Regions from separate parts of the Ovis aries genome. Here region 2 is linked to region 1. A link is a contact called in public Hi-C data. All regions are on one chromosome and are shown on one strand. The core of a region is the stretch at or near the end of the contact, and the rest is flanking DNA. Distances in the headings are between cores, read along the strand shown. Region 1 overlaps GALM (galactose mutarotase). Region 2 holds the start of HNRNPLL (heterogeneous nuclear ribonucleoprotein L like).

What was found. A called contact is a pair of places that touch in the nucleus more often than the background predicts.
Region 2: a contact with region 1 is called in a Hi-C map of omental adipose tissue, with 2.5 times the contacts expected there. The contact joins the promoter of HNRNPLL here to the enhancer-like site in region 1. A contact is called at or near these places in 3 of 16 Hi-C or Micro-C datasets (blood, mixed tissues and omental adipose tissue).

What each region holds. Positions count from the first base shown.
Region 1 is chr3:85,448,719-85,453,699 of ARS-UI_Ramb_v3.0, reverse strand. All of the region lies in intron 4 of GALM (galactose mutarotase), which reads left to right. Among named protein-coding and RNA genes, the nearest start is that of SRSF7, 26 kb to the right of the region's middle. Within about 2 kb of position 1,794, at least 8 of the 54 cell types and tissues checked have an H3K27ac peak or open chromatin away from gene starts, as enhancers often do.
Region 2 is chr3:85,558,693-85,564,156 of ARS-UI_Ramb_v3.0, reverse strand. HNRNPLL (heterogeneous nuclear ribonucleoprotein L like) reads right to left here and starts at 4,015. Exons shown (of 14, transcript XM_060412256.1): 1 at 1-4,015.

The DNA of each region.
Region 1 (4,981 bases), core at 545-3,044:
GGATAAATTCACCTCCTGTCAGGACTTGTCAAGTGCCAAGAGGTGAAAACATCCCGAGGCAGTATACTAGTTATCTATTGCTATATAACACTTTATTATCTCTACTGTGGTCAGGAATTTAGACAGGGCATATCTTGTCTCTGCATATTGATGTCTAGGACCTCTGTTGGAAAATGAGAGTCAGGATGGGGATCATCAGAAAGCTCATTCACTGGCCTGTCTGGCAGTTGATGCTGACTGTTGGTTGGAGGTTGTCAGCCAAAATACCCCTTTTGACATGGCTTTTTGATGCAACTTGAGTTTCCTTAAAACTTGGCAGCCAGGCTCAAGAGCAGATGTTCTGAGGCAGAGAGGACCAAGCCAAAGCCACTCTGTATTTGTAACCTGGCCTCAGAAATCACACAGCATCACTTGTGCCACGTTCTATTGGTTAAGGCAGTTACAAAGGTCCATCCAGGCTTAAGGGAGGAAACAAGACTCCACCTCTCGATGAAGGAGTGTCAGCATCACATTGTAAGTAGAGCCTGTGGGATGGCTCTGTCCTGGAGTGGCCATCTTTGAAAAATGCAGTATGCCACAAGCAGTCATGGGGAAAAGGCCAAGTTCCTATAAGAATCCCTCATTTGAGAGAAGAGGTATGAATCAAGACAGATGAGTTTCATAAAGGGTGACTTTTTCCTTTACTTCCAGAGAGCAGGCAATTATAGCTCTATCAGGAATGCAGATAGAGGAAGATTTCAGGCCTTGTGACAGAGATCTGGAATGTTAGAGAGTCCTGTTTCCACTGCTCAGGTCCACATTCTCTTGCAAGAATGAGGCAGCTGTAGCTGCTACAGTGACACCCCCATGAGCTCTCTTTGTTGAGCTGCTCTATAGACTCGACCTTATTCCTGGCTCACTGTCACTCCAACAACACTCTTGTCATAATTCTTAATTATTTTATTATCCGTATTGATGATACCATGACCTTTCAGCTTCTTGACATCCTCTTGCAATGATCTTGTCCTCCAAGCTTTGCAGCTACTCACTCCTATGGTCTGTGAGTCATATCCCCGACTTTGTCACTACCTCTTATCGCTGCCTTCTATTATCATAATGTGAGATGTCTGTTTCAGCTTCAATAATTCTTCAGTGCTACAAGAGCCTGTAGTCACTTGATCCTACCACCCTTTCACTGTTCCTCACCTCCTTCCCTACTGAGATCAAAAGTCCATTATTAGGGTCAGCCTTTTTCCTATGCTCTCAATGCCCATCCCCTCTCTTTGTGCACTTGTGTCCTCCTAACAAAGCCCAGCCCTGACTAGTCCTACCCCTCCATACTCTCTGTAGCTGCCACCATAAAGCTATTGTCTCACTCAGAATTCATGACAGCAACCTCAAGTGGGTCCTTAGTTGGGCTTGCAATCAGACTTTCCCTGAAATGGGGAAACAGAAGTACTGCCTCAGGCCACTCCCCTGTCCCAGAGCTATAATGCCATATCTTTGGGTCAGGGCCCAGCAGCTGCCAGGCATTGCTGCTCAGACCTTAGCACACATCCAACCTTATTCAGGATAGTAAGAAATCCTCATCAGAAAACAGCTTCTTGGGGACTTTCCTGGTGGTCCAGTGGTTAAGATTTCATGCTTCAAATGCAGGGGATGCAGGTTCAATCCCTGGTTGGGGCACTAAGATCCCATATGCCTTTGGAGTGTGGCCCAAAGAAAAAGAAAACAGCTTCTCTCTGCTGACACCATAGCCTTCTGGTGGCTTCAAAACCGAAGTCTGGTGATGTGACATCCTCTCTGAAGGCACCCTTTTCATTTCCGCTTCATTTTCTGTACACTCAGCGTTGCTGAGAGAGCTATTTTGACATCTCCTTCTACTCTTAGCACCAGAGCAGGAACTCACATATGCGGATAAACACAAATTGAAAGAACTGCACATTCATTTTCCAAATTCTTAGAAAAAGCAAGAGTATTTAGGGTTAAGGGTGGGGGGTGCTGCAGCCAAGTCCATCCAAGGGGAGGTGAAAAGTGCCTGTGTAGGGGGCCTGGAGACTCTGACACAATGGAGACGCGTCACCTCGGGCAAGTCCCTTTAGCTGTCTGGGTCCCAACCTCATCTGCAAAGCGAGGGGACTAGATGAGGTAATTCCTAAGGCTCTTTCTAAACCTTTCATTCTGACTTTGTCACAGGATGCTACAACATTCACAGTTGCCCCTGTGTTTTTGTCTGTTTACTTGATCCATTCATCAGGTTTTCAATCAAGTAAAGGCTCTGCTTAATGCTCAGAAGACACAAAAATCAGTAGGACACATACAGTCCCTGCTCTTTAGGGGCTCACATTCCCTATAGATATATAGCTTGGTATAATCCTAGAGTTATGCCGTAATGTGATGAATGTTTGGGGGAAAGTATGTTCAAAGGAGGATGAACAAAGTGAAAAAGCGGGTCATTTCTAGCTGTGGATGATATACGCCCTCACAGAGGAAACAGCATTGGAGAGCAAGCATGCTTAAATACCCTAGAGGACTTTGCCAGAATGGTGTGGGGGGCCAGAAAGCTCATTCCAGTTATAAGACAGAGTCCAAAGACATAGCGAATCTGGGAGACAAATACTAAAGTTTTCATATGCCTTACCACTAAGCACATGAGGGAGTGTGTCAGGGCATAACGCTGCGAAAGATTCTATTGGAACCTTCTCTTTTTCTTCCCATTTAGCAAAAATCTCACTTTAGGATTATCCCCATTGTCTAATTTTTGAGTCAGGACTTCTCTGCTGTTCTTGATTTCTTACCCCCTCTATGCTCTGCTTGTGTTATATATATGTATGTATTTCCTGAAATTTGGCCCATTTATTTATGCCATCTTCCTGAAAATGTTCAGGGATATCATTTATCAAATATTTCCATGTAACGTGGAGGGCAACAAATAACAGCAGCTTTGTTTTACAGAGAGAAAAGCTAAAGTGAACGCTGATTTGTAGACAGCACAATATCAGGTTAATAGACATGAAAGGTGACCTGGGGTGCTTCCTTCATGAAAATTCCATGACTTTCTTTTTTCTTTAAACTCAAGAACAGTAAATAATCTTGACTGACTCAGGCAATCACATTAGGACTATCTTAAAAGGGTTAGATTTTGAGTCAAATATGGCTTTAAGAAAGCACTAAATATTGTGAGCACCATTTAAAGTTAGGAAAGAAAGCAAAACATAAATGATCACTTGGAATATGTGTTGGTAAGATTGAAATCTTGTTGAACCCATGAAAACAGCTGCTTTTCCCCATTCTAACGGTTGTCTTTTTTAAAATTGGTACAGGAGGTGGTTGGTCACCCAGACTTCAGAGGACAGTAGTTACACCCCGTTGGGGTCACTACCACCCAGGATTTGACATTAGAGATCCGATAAGTTCAGCCCTTAGAACTGCTCAGGGTTTAGAGGACTTGACTGAACTCAGTGTGGATATTTGTAAAGTAAGCTCTTTACATTGTATCTCTAGCACCATCTACTGGGAAAAGAAGTGCCATTATTAGATTTACATTAGAAAGTGTCAGAAACCCGACTCAGGAAGCAGAGAAAAGGGGAGGAAGGAGTTCAGAAGATTCTAAGAAACAGAGATTTGAGTATATTATATTGAAGTTTCTTGTATATAGATGTAACCACTAAAACAAAAATAAAAGTTTCTAAATTATTCAGTTCAGTTCAGTTCAGTCGCTCAGTCGTGTCCGACTCTTTGCGACCCCATGAATTGCAGCACGCCAGGCCTCCCTGTCCATCACCAACTCCCGGAGTTCACTCAGATTCGTATCCATCGAGTCAGTGATGCCATCCAGCCATCTCATCCTCAGTCGCCCCCTTCTTCTCCTGCCCCCAGTCCCTCCCAGCATCAGTCTTTTCCAATGAGTCAACTCTTCGCATGAGGTGGCCAAAGTACTGGAGTTTCAGCTTTAGCATCATTCCTTCCAAAGAAATCCCAGGGTTGATCTCCTTCAGAATGGACTGGTTGGATCTCCTTGCAGTCCAAGGGACTCTCAAGAGTCTTCTCCAACACCACAGTTCAAAAGCATCAATTCTTCAGCGCTCAGCCTTCTTCACAGTCCAACTCTCACATCCATACATGACCACTGGAAAAACCATAGCCTTGACTAGACGGACCTTAGATGGCAAAGTAATGTCTCTGCTTTTGAATATGCTATCTAGGTTGCTCATAACTTTTCTTCCAAGGAGTAAGCATCTTTTAATCTCACAAACACAGACCATATTGTAAAAGTTTTTTTTTTTTTTTAAAGCAACTAGAGTTCATAAACACAGTGACAAAGAACACTTAGAATATACGTATGTCTTCTTAATGCATGCGTGCTAAGTTGCTTCAGTCATGTCCAACTCTTTGTGACTCTATGGACTGTAGCCCTACCAGGCTCCTCAGTCCACAGAATTCTCCAGGCAAGGATATTGGAGTGAGTTGCCATGCCCTCCTCCAGGGGATCTTATGTCCAATCCAAGTCGCTTATGTCTCTTACGTCTCCTGCATTGTCAGACAGGTTCTCTACCACCAGTGCCATCCGGGAAGTCCATGTCATCTTAATAAGCCGCTATTAAACAGTCTCACACAAAAAACCCCAACAGAATGCCATGTACAAACCAAGTGATTAACTTGGTTTGAAAGGTTAAAAATATGAGCACTCGAAAGCAAACCAAGCGAGTGAAAGCCCAAGGAGCAGAGGGTCTCAATCTGAATATCAGAAAAGACTGATTTCAGGACAGAAAGCCTTCGGTTACACAAAGGAAGACACTTGGAAATGATAAAGGGTGCAGTTCACGATGAAAGTTCACCCCAAAATGGCTGTATCTAAGACCATGAAGAAAACCTCTAGCACTTTCACAAAATACAATGCAGCCAATATTGACTTAGAAATGTTTGAACTCTTAATAATTCTTGGATCAAAAGAGAAGTCAAGGGACTTCACTCTTGGCCCAGTGGTTAGAGGACTCCACCC
Region 2 (5,464 bases), core at 2,766-5,265, 110 kb before region 1:
TTCAAATGAGATTCTTTATGTAAGGCAGACAGAATATTCTGTTTGGAAATCCTGGATCCTTATTTTTACCTTGGCATTTTGCCATCTTACAGGTGTATTTATTAAAGTTGAGAAACTTTAACTTTCACCTCATCACCAATCACTTTTAACAATTTTTGATTTGTCTTTTTAGTCACTAGCAGAATGGAGTAAAAGAAAAATTTTAAAGTCTCTAAAGTGAATTAGTACTCCATAAATTTTTGATACCAATCTTTATAAAAGCAGAATTATTTCTAAGTAACCTCCCAATTCTTCAATTGGTTTTGTCAAGTGAAGAGTTAACATTCTGAAATCTAGCTGCTTTCTGAAAAGTTTTTTGGGGGGCTCCCAAATCACTAGAGATGGTGACTGCAGCCATGAAATTAACTATTTTTCTTGGAAGAAAAGTTACGACCAACCTAGACAGCTTAAAAAGCAGAGACATTGCTTTGCCAACAAGGGTCCGTCTGGTCAAAGCTATGGTTTTTCCAGCAGTCATGTATGGATGTGAGAGTTGGACTATAAAGAAAGCTGAGCGCCAAAGAACTGATGCTTTTGAACTGTGGTGTTGGACAAGACTCTTGAGAGTCCCTTGGACTGCAAAGGGATCCAACCAGTCCATCCTAAAGGAGATCAGTCCTGAATATTCATTGGAAGGGCTGACGCTAAAGCTGAAACTCCAATACTTTGGCCACCAGATGCAAAGAACTGACTCATTTGAAAAGACTCTGATGCTGGGAAAGACTGAGGGCGGGAAGAGAAGGGACAACAGAGGATTAGATGGTTGGATGGCATCACCGGCTCAATGGACATGAGCTTGAGTAAACTCCAGGGGTTGGTGATGGACAGGGAGGCCTGGCGTGCTGCAGTTCATGGGGTCGCAAAGAGTTGGACCTGACTGAGCAACTGAACTGAACTGAAGCAGATAAAGATATTTACTATTAATATGATCTTGAAGGTCATACCTGCTAAATTTAAGAACACAATTTATTCTACAAGGATAAAGTAATTGTATAATATACAGCATGAACCTCCATAAGCTTTATTCAAAATGTAGCCCAAAGAATGCAAAACACTCTGGGAGTTTTTGCTCTTCAGAGCAACAAAAGACACAAATTTGAAGTGTCTTAATTTCCCATATCCAAACTACAAACTTATTTCTCTTTACACCTTAAAAACATCATTTACAGTGACTAATTCATCTTTAAATCAGGAGCATTTATATAAACTTTTTCTTAAATACATCCTCATAAAACCTAGTTATTATTAAAGAATCAAGAAAACCCACGAAAAGCCAAACAATGTAAATCTCTGAAGTCTTACTGCACACTTTTACAATCTTCCAGCTAGTGTTGAAGAGGTTACCCATCATCTACCTAATCTGCATTTATCTAAACAGTTTGATCACGAAGTCTTCTGGGGCTAGGCTGAGGTGGAGTCAAACCCTTCTCAGTTAGATGAATTACCATATTTCTGAATGATGATGCACTAGACCATAAATTTCTATTCAGGGCATTCCTGTCCTAGTAAAGTTTTATTATGTACAGGTTTCCACAACTGCAATGATTTCAAAATAGTTTCCAAAATTACATGAAGAAAAATGTTTAAAAACAGGAAAAATAATCCTTCATTAGATTCAACAGTGCAGTATTGGCTCTATTATTAAATAAAAGCAATTCACGTTCTCCTAAGGAAAAAAAAAGCAGATAAAATGTGAATTTATAACTCAATCTACATACATTAGTTCCTGCCTGCATTAGATCAACGACTGAATTACAACTTCAGGTATGGAAAGCACAAAGTTCAACTTTCACATTTTACAAAGAGAACTCGGAATAGTAGTTAACTGACTTTACCAAGGTCACACATTGTATACTAAGATTTCTGACTCCCCAAGCCCTGCCCAGAGCTACTTCCACTACTAAATACAACTCACTTTGAATGTATTAATTATACATTATTTTCTTCCCAACATCTAAAATAATAGTATTGGCTTAATATTTAATCTGTTTTCAAAAACAATTTTTCGTAAACTGGTTAAAGTATCTTGAAGACTCTCAATGGAAGACATTTCATGCCGCTGCACAAAAACTCAACCAAGCCTTTTGGCAAAAGAAATATGCTGATTCAATGCATCTAAATATCAGTTATAATATTCCAACATTTCTGTTTTCAGTTTCCACGATGGAGTTGATTTTGAACTGAAACTTCCTAAGAAGAAATGCACTTTTATTCACACTTTCAAGTTACACTCTGAATATTCCAAATAGCTAGGTACAGAAGTTGAAAGCAGTATCTAGCCATACTAAAACTATTTAGAGGAAGACAAAGTTCCTTTTTAAATGTCTTGCAACATTATCCTCTTTGTAAACTCTACATTCTACTGACCAGAATTTTTTACGTTAAAATGCAAACAAGAGCTGAAAGACTTCTGACTTCCAATCTGCCTCTTATAAAAGGTGAAAAACATTTTAATCTGATATTAGAACATATGTGCACAATTTCGAAAATTTCAGGTATAGTTTTTTTTTTTAATCAGAATGTGTTACAAGTTTAAAGAACACCTAAGTCATAAGGACAGCTTACGTGCCACCAAAAATGGCAAAAGAAACTTTTGCTTTGCTTCGCGTCCTTAAAGTTTCCATTCAACTGAAGTTGAGTTACCACTTGCTCCGGATGAAACGATTTTCACATTCCTTCTGCCTCTATTTAAGCTTTTTGATGCGAAAAACAAGAATCTCGGAACGTGTGTCTGATGCAGTTCTGACTTCAGTTTTATGGAACAAATTGGGAACAAACTGCCCAGGAAAAACTGAGATTTAAGATTCCTTTTACTTTAAAGTAGCGGTGTGCGAACACCTGCCAACACATTTTATTTTTAATCGAAGAGCCGAAAACTGTACTGAGCAATAACCATGAAACTGGGGAGCAAAGCATGCGCGCCAGGCCTAGCAGGAATAAAAAAATTTTAATTAAACCTTGAGGGGAACTGGGTTGTGAGCCCCACAGCGTGATCTGTCACTGAGCCGAGGCTCTCCTCAGCATCTAGGCTTAGAGATCCCTGGGCGGAACCGACGCCACCATCCTGCGATCTAGACCAGCGCGCGGATGCTGCAGGCTGGGGGCTAGGGGCTGAAGGGAACCGGTTGTCCGACGCCCGTCAACCGCCTGAGGAGTTAAACTAACAAAGGGCTACTCGCGCATCAGAGCCCCCCAGAGCGGAAGCAACGCCTCGCGCCGCCCCCCGCTCGCGACCCTCCCTAAGTTCAGGGCCGGCAGTGGACTCGCAGCGGGGCCTGCGGCCAGGCCGGGGCCGGACTCGCGTTCGGGATGCTGGAAACAGGTAGGACGAAGAATAAAAGCCCGAAAGAGAAGAGTCGGCGCTTCCCGACCCGGTCAGCGCCGCAAAACGGGAAAACGAGGAGGGAGAGAGGCCCCGAGGCCGAGTCCCAGCCGCGGAGCCCTGCTTCCCAGGGAGCCGCCAGACTCAGCTGACGGGGCGCCACGCTTTGTTACCGGCTGTGAGAAGCTCCGGCCGCCGCCGCCGCCATCGCCCCCGCCCCGGGACGTCGCTTCCCGGCGGTTTTCGCCTTCCTCGGCCGAGTAATCGATCTCCCCCTCCTCGGTCTTGAGGCGCTTGGCCTGGCTCTCGTAATCCCGGTCCTCCTCGTACGTCTCCCTGGGGGAGGATGAGGAGGAGGACATGGCGGCGGCCAGAGGGACCGGCCGGCAGGCCGGTGGGGGTAGCGGCGGGGCGCGGGCCTCGGACGCCGCCGGCCAGTACCCGTCACCGGCAGCGCCTCTCCAGCAAAGATCTGCGCGGACGAATCGTCCGCGGGGGCCCCGGGCCCAGGAGCCGGGTGGCTGCGGAGGGCTGGCGGGATGAGGAGGCGCCCCGGGAAAAGGCTCCGGAGCAGCCGCTCCCCTTTATCACGGGGCCGACATCCAGCCTCTCCCTCCTCCTGCGTCTCCGCTCCCAGCCCGGAGGAGCGAATCTAAGGATGGGGACGCGACCGTGGCTTCCGGTCTTCCCTCCTCCCCTAATCCGCTCCTCGCAGCCCAGGCCGAGCCTCCGCCCCCGCCTTCAAGGCAGCAGCCCGGGATCGAATCCAGCCGCAGCCCTCGGGAAGCGCCCCCCTCCCCAGTCCGGGCCTCGCTCCCTATTGGCAGAAGGAAAAGTCGACCAGGCTTCCAATTGGCTGTAAGGACTGTTCGTCAAAAGCTGCCCACGGACCGGCCTCGTCCCCCTACCCCCTCCCAAGCCCTTCTGAACTCGCGGCTGGCCTGCAAGTCCTGACCGCGTAACGCCCGCCGCGCGCTGCGCGGGAACCGTTGCTACTCCGCGGCCGTTAGCGCTATTGCGCCAGCCCTCGGGGAGGTGCGGAGTGAACCCCAGCGGACGAGGAGGCGTGCTGTGGGGCCAGAGCTGCGGGTGTTAACCACCCTCCCGCTAATTTAAATGCTTTTATTACTTCTCTTCAAAAGAGAACATTCCTGCCGATACACCTCACACAGCACTGAAACTACAGGGGGTGAAGAGAGAAAAGAGCTTAGAATCGTGAAAGTAGCCTTCTCCCCATGTTATGTTCAAATCTGATACAAGTGGGTGGACTCTCTCACCTCCCCTAATTAGATATTCCAGAACAGTCAACATTTCCTGAGGTGCAAGCCTGAGGAAGACGCTCCACTGGGGAGACTGTCCTTTTGATCAGTTAGCACTCCTGGGTCTTCTAGACCCTTCTTTCCTGAAGATACTGAGGACTTATTTCAAACTTCCATATAAAGTTTCATCCCAATCCTTTCCTTTCTGGGCGATCTATTTGTTTCATATTTCACATGATCATTTATTCTTTTGGGGAGATAAGAAAGCCTATCAAGAGTTGCCTGCCTTTTGGACCACACAGAGCTCATTTCCTCTGTGGAAACCTGAGGCATCCGCAAGCTTCTCATCTTGTAATAGGGCCCTTTATACCTACCTATTAGGATGTTCTGTTTTAAGGCCGAGAAGCGCTTGGAGACAGGCACTTGGCTCTTTTCATCTTTGCAAAGCCAGTTCCTGAACAGGCCCCTGTACAGAAGTTATGCTCTCAGCAAAACAGAATGAGCGGGCTTTGGGAAATAAAAGTCCAATGTCTTTCAGGAGAGGAAATGGCAAAGCTCAGGCAACCTAACTGCCTCTGTGACTTGAACCCTTGGAGGAGTGCCTAAGACCAAAATTCACTTGTTTCAGATGTCCTTGTCCCTCAGATGCTTTCCTAAATATGGCTCTTCCTTTCCTAATGGTGTGGATCATTTCCTGCCCCAGCCTATTCTCTCTCTTTCCAGTTATTTCCTCCCAAAGAAAGCCATTTTTATTTATTGCTGACAGTGCTTTCACCACAGTGTTTTGTACTTTATAATTTACACTGCTGTCATTTTAGGATCCAATTGCAAGTTTTTCACAACA